2 separate regions of the Mus musculus genome follow, and region 1 is linked to region 2. The links are chromatin contacts, called in public HiChIP or PLAC-seq maps. All regions are on one chromosome and are shown on one strand. Each heading gives the region's core, a stretch centred on a gene start, on an enhancer-like site or on the middle of the called end of the contact. The rest is flanking DNA. Distances are from core to core; before and after follow the strand shown.

Region 1 (2,953 bases), core at 379-2,878, 370 kb after region 2:
TTTCTCTCTAATGAAAACTCTGCTTCCATTAGAATGCACTGTCAGGGCTCTGCAAGACCTGACCTTGCCCTTGCTCGGCTTCTCCTGCAACTTGTGCTGAGCAGCCTTAGCTTGGTCCTCTGTAGTTAGCTATCCAGAGCCCACACCACTCTTACATCAACCCCTTCTCTGACTAAATCCTTCCTATGGGATACGTAGACATCTAGGCTTCCAGGAAGCCCCCTTGGCTCTTCCAGGATGCTGCATTGTCTAGCCCTTGTTTGTCTTTTCTTAGCAATTCTATGATTTCCCAGAGCTCCCTGCTGGACTATGGAGCAAACCCTTGGGAGCAGACACTCCCTTTATTGGTTAACCTCGATCTCCTGCCCCAGAACCTTCAAGGTGTCGCACACTTGTTGGGTGAATGGGCCAGTTGGCGGCCATCCTCATTCTCATTATGTGTAGCAGCAGGATCCCATTGCCAGAGCCCCAAACCCCAATTCTTGTGCCTCCGACTCTCTAATGGATGCGCTATCACAACTGCAGTATCATTTTCTTTGCTGCTAAGACAGTATAGCCAACAAGATGCTACTGAGGGACAGAGAGTGAATTATAGACCATCGGTTGAGGGGATAAAGCCTTCATGGTGGGAGGCCCTGGCAGCAGGAGTGAGGGGCAGCTGGTCACATTGTGTTGTAGTCAGGAAGCAGAGAGCATAGGAGCTGGTGGGGCCAGACTACAGAATCCCAGTTCTGTTCCCAGTGGTCCACTTCCTTCAGCAAAGCTTCACCTCTGCACAAACTCAGATGGCACCAGCAGTTGGAGACCAAGCATTGAGCATTTCCCACCATAGCAATCTTACCACAGGGTCTGTCAAATTATCTCTCTCACTCTATGAGTATGTTCTGAGGAGGGGATCCCTCCGAGTGACAGTGAATCCAGAATGGCCTCACACAGCCTGCCCCTGTTGACCAGAGACCTGGATGTGACTCTATCTTTTATCCCCTTCTGAGTTTATGCCTGACTCTTCAGGCTGAGAACAACAAGGACAGAGTCAGAGAGGAAAGGGGACAGTGGGAGAGATGGTTCAATACAAATATAGTGACATATATGAACAAAATACCACAATTAAATAATCAGTTGGTATTTGACATTTTAATTTAAAAATTCCTTTAAAAAAAAAACAGCTCAACCAAGGCCTCAATATATCCTTACTTGCAAACTGGCTTCCAATTTCATAAATTCTTCATGCTTGGGCCTTTGAGAACAAGGTGTCCTTGATAGTTCTTAGTCTCATAGCATAATAAAAGAGAGACAAAAGAGAACACTTGGGAAGCTGAGGCAGGAGGATTATGAGGTTGAGGCCAGCCTGGACTCCATGCGAGACACTGTCCCTAAACAAAACACATGAAAGAAATACATATCTATCCACCCTCAGGCTTAACCACATGAGTGTTTCCACTGTGCTTTTACAAACCGAACTGAAATCTGACCCCTGCTACCAGATTCATATTCTAATAAAATAGCAAGGAGGGATTTCCCTAGAGCCATAGTGAATCAGCAGCATGTGTCAGACAGGACTGAGCTGCACCACCCTTCCTGACTGGAAAGCAAAGATGCAGACCAAGATTGTTCTTGGCTGCAGAAGGAGATGACTGGGTAGTTAACCGAGAAAAGCACCCGGAGGAGACAAAGCGCTTGAGATCAGGCGGTCTGCACTCCTAGGGGTCGGATAGGAGACTATGTCACCCCCGTGAAGACATGATACTGGTATTACTCAGATATTTCCAGGATCTGGGCTTTGTGGCGAAATGTGCTGACCTCGTTATAGAACACTGCCCTGAGAGAGAGCATTCCTTGGCATAATGAAGCTTTGAGTCATATTAAGGACGGGATCTCTCCATGACCTCTGCAACTCCTCCATTATGGAATTAGGAACTTTCACAGCACAGAGGGTGATTCAGGAATGAGACCCTCTATCCAGAACTACAGAGTGCTCGGTGACCACAGGCTTACCCTTTTTGTTTCTCAAGGCTATCCCAAACCCAGGAAAATGAACTATGTTTTACAACCACACACTGTCCAGCTGTCAAAACTCACTCTCTGGGTTGAAGATGTGGTTCAGCGGTTAAGAGCACTGACTGCTCTTCCAAAGGTCCTGAGTTCAATTCCCAGCAACCACACGGTGACACACAACCATCTGTAATGGGATCTGATGCCCTCTTCTGGGGTGTCCGAAGAGAGGAACAGTGTACTCGCATACATAAAATAATCTAAACAAAACAAGACAAAACACCTCAATCCATGCTCTCTGTGCCATAGACTACAAACTTGGGGGTATTGAGGAACAAGATATAGGAATGGCTCGTAGGAAATGCTTGCCCACGTGGTATAGAATTATTAGTCTATCAGTCTTAATAATGAGTAAGTGGGAAGGCCCCATCCTGGGTCCCAAGCTGGTGGCCCAGGTTGCTTTCCTAAATCACTTTAATCCCCTAAGGGTAGATTAGATTATGGACTTTTACAGCAGTGAGGGTGACTCGGGATGGGACTGTAAAGGACCCTCTGGTCCCCTAAGGAGTGATGGCACAGAACACATAGAAGATAGTGTGAGAGGGTTCATTTCTCTCTGATTCCTGGCTGCATATGTAACGTAGTCATCAAAGGCTTCATAACTTGGCTGTCATGTCTTCCCTGCTATGATGGTCTGTAAAACCCAAAAACACCAGCCAAATAAACTCCCCCTTCCTTAACTTCCTTCCGTGGGATATTAGGTCACAACAATGGAAAGGTAGTTACCACACCGAGGAGGGGACTCCAGTTTCTGTCTGTCTTCTCAAGCTGCAGAGCCTCCAAGGAAGGCAAATTGCTCATCTGTCACTTCTACATCCTTGTAGTTAATTACGTGTGGACTAAGTCTCTCTCTCTCTCTCTCTCTCTCTCTCTCTCTCTCTCTCTCTCTCTCTCTCTCTCT
Region 2 (2,885 bases), core at 276-2,775:
TTCCATGTGGAGCATGGTATGCAGCACCCCCTCTATGACCGCTACCGCCTTATGCTCCTGCCTCCTGGTTCCTGCCATGTTTGAGTTCCTGTCCTGATTTCCTTCAATGATCGACTATGGTGTGGAAGTGTAAGGAAATAAACCCTATCCTCCACAAGTCGGTTTTGGCCATGGTGTTTCATTACAGCAATAGACACCCTAATTAAGACAACTGGTATCTGGAAATGTCTAAGAGTCTCAGGTGATGGCAATTCCCTCCATGTCAAGGTCATCTCATTTTTTCCAGTCTCTTGGACTAGGCCCGGTTGTTTTATCAAAAGCAACGCACACTAAAGCCATATTTGCCCGCTTACAGCATTTAACAAATAAAATTGTGCTTTATCTATGTCCACTCTCCACTAGACAAAACTTAACTCCAGATGCTGTCAAATTAGGGGCTGGTTCTTTTAGTTCATCTTTATATTGCCAACCTCAATATGAGGCCAATAAACACATATGCTGAATCAATGAACAGATCCTCTAGCTAGGAGAGTGAAGATGAACAACTCCCAGAAATGCCACCTACCTGTGAGATCCAGAGTTCTATCCACAAAGACCACAGAAGCCCTGCCTGTAGCAGTCTTTTTCCTGTTCTTGGCGGGGGCATAATTTGCCAGATCTGTAGCGATGACCCGACTGAGGGGACCCACGGCGAAACACTCCTCTCGTACCCCTAGATGTTCACACAGAGAACTGAGGCCTGACACGAGGCATCTGATGTACAGCAGCAGCTCTGGGGTTAGGGCAGTGGCATCCACCTCACCCAAGCTGCTCAGCCTCCTCTTGTCGGGTCTGGCACTGTTAAGAGCGTGGACATCCTGAGGTAGCAGTGGGAAGAGGGTAGCAAAGGCTGGAGTAAAAGCGAGATGGGAGGCAACAGGGGCGAGAAACAACGGGACGTGGAGCACCTCGGCCGTATAGTTCTCGTTGCCCATCCACTCACAGAGCTTCTCCTCCAGCTGTTCGAACACCGGCTGCTGCCCCTCGAGCTCGGCCGCTGCAGCGGCCGGTACGTGGTTAGCAGTGAGGTGGACTGCGTGGCTCACGGCTGTGACCACCACACAGTGCTGAAAGTGACTGCGGCAAATGATACTCTGTAGAGTGTCTACGATCCGGCCTTTCAGCGGGCTGCTCAAAACGAAAACCGCCCGGGGCTGCTTGGCTCCCCCGCCAATGGCCTGGGGTTCAAATTCCCGCAGGTGACACGCAGGACCCTTCACCGCCTCCAGAAGCCGGCTGGATCCGCAGCTCCAGTGCAGGCTCTCGGCGCAGGCAGCGTCCAGGTAGACCACGGACCACTTCACTTTGGCCAGCACCTGCTCCCAGCCTTGCTGGGCAAAGGCCAGTATGCCCGCGGCGCTCATGATCCCGTATCGCCAGCTGGCCAGGGGTCTCACCGGCGTACGGGCGGGAACTCAGGTCAGAACGCAGGGCTTCCGGGTACTGAGTACTTTGACAGTCAACACAGTACACGTGGGCCTGTCTCTGACGCTCGGCGTTCGCGCGCGCGGTGATGACGTCTTAGGCGCTCATTGGCTGATCAGGCGCGCGGGCTGGCGGAAGGAACGTCTGCACTTGAAGGAGGAACGGAATGTGCTTACAGGGTCGATAGTCCCTGAAAAGCTGGAGGCAGCAGCTTTCTAGGAAAGAATTGAAATGGGTTTTGTTCGTCCCTCCCTTGTCAGCTCTCATCACCTTTTCCTCCAGGTTAAGAATTCTCGGGAATAATAAAACCTGGTCTGAAGCAAAGTACTTCCCCCATCTGAACTTGGAGAAGCCAAACAACTACTGCAACGTAATAGTTGGTCTTGTGTAGGTTATCTTCTGCGTTGGTGCACTCCAGCCTCGTGAAATACCTTTTGGGACCAGCAAGATGGCTCATAAGGCTAAAAGCGCTTGCAACACAAGTCGTATGACCTGAGTTTGATCCTTCGGACTCAATGTAGAAAAACAGGACCCGGAAAAATTGTCCTCCATGTGCCAATTGTGGAAAACGCACAATCACCCATCCCCAACACACACACACACCACATACACAGAGAGAGACAGAGACAGACACACAGAGAGAGACAGAGAGATCCTGTCTCCACACAGTCAAAAGGCTTTGGGGTCCATTTCACAGCTACTAAGATGAGAATTGGGTTGAGGAATAGATATACTGATCTACACATCTCAGTTTAGAACCTGTTTTATTATTATTATTATTATTATTATTTAATTGTGGAAACATGCATGAGATAAAAAAATTTAGTAATTTACTGTTCTAATTGTGTGTGTGTGAGTGAGTGTGTGTGTGTGTGTGTGTGTGAGTATGTGTGGACAGGATCTCATTGTGCAGCCCTAGCTGTCCTGGAACACATGATGTGGATCAGGTTCGTTGCAAACTCACAGAGATCTGCTTGCCTCTGCCTTCCTAGTGCTTGGATTAAACGTGTGTGCCACCATGTCCACCATTAGTCATTTTAAAATGTACAGTTCGGAAACATTAAAAAACATTCATGCTGCTGTACAACCAATCTTTGGAACTTTTTATTTTGCAAAATCAAAATAGTTTCAAAACTATATACCCTTTAAATAACAATTGCCACCCTCAACCTCAGCTCCCTGCACCCCCCCCCCAGCATTTGTCAGCCTCTACTTTAATCCTGTTCTCTTTGCATTGGCACTGTGGGTCTTATAATTGGGTCCCTGTACTATCTGCTTTATTGTGATTAACTTACTTCACCTAACATCATTCATCTAGTTGTGACACATGGCAATTGCTTTCATTTTAAAGTTTTATTCGTGTGTTTCTGTGTGTGAGAGAGTGTGTGTGTATACAGTTGGGTTTTGACCTCCCTAAAGCA

The links. HiChIP or PLAC-seq counts read pairs in DNA pulled down with a chosen protein or histone mark.
Region 1: a FOXA1 HiChIP or PLAC-seq map of pancreatic cancer cells shows a contact between it and region 2. The contact joins the enhancer-like site here to the promoter of Scfd2 in region 2. A contact is called at or near these places in 8 of 39 promoter capture datasets (the 3T3-L1 cell line, 3T3-L1-derived adipocytes, the HPC-7 cell line and 4 more), 3 of 115 datasets of contacts at active chromatin or transcription factors (bone marrow-derived macrophages, fetal liver and pancreatic cancer cells) and 1 of 9 other capture datasets (adipose tissue).

The regions. Positions count from the first base shown.
Region 1 is chr5:74,895,668-74,898,620 of GRCm38.p6, forward strand. No RefSeq gene overlaps it. Among named protein-coding and RNA genes, the nearest start is that of Gm52779, 47 kb to the right of the region's middle. Within about 2 kb of position 1,629, at least 71 of the 459 cell types and tissues checked have an H3K27ac peak or open chromatin away from gene starts, as enhancers often do. A contact at or near this core is called in adipose tissue and pancreatic cancer cells, where this site is marked.
Region 2 is chr5:74,530,217-74,533,101 of GRCm38.p6, forward strand. Scfd2 (Sec1 family domain containing 2) reads right to left here and starts at 1,526. Exons shown (of 9, transcript NM_001114660.2): 1 at 566-1,526. The coding sequence starts at 1,403.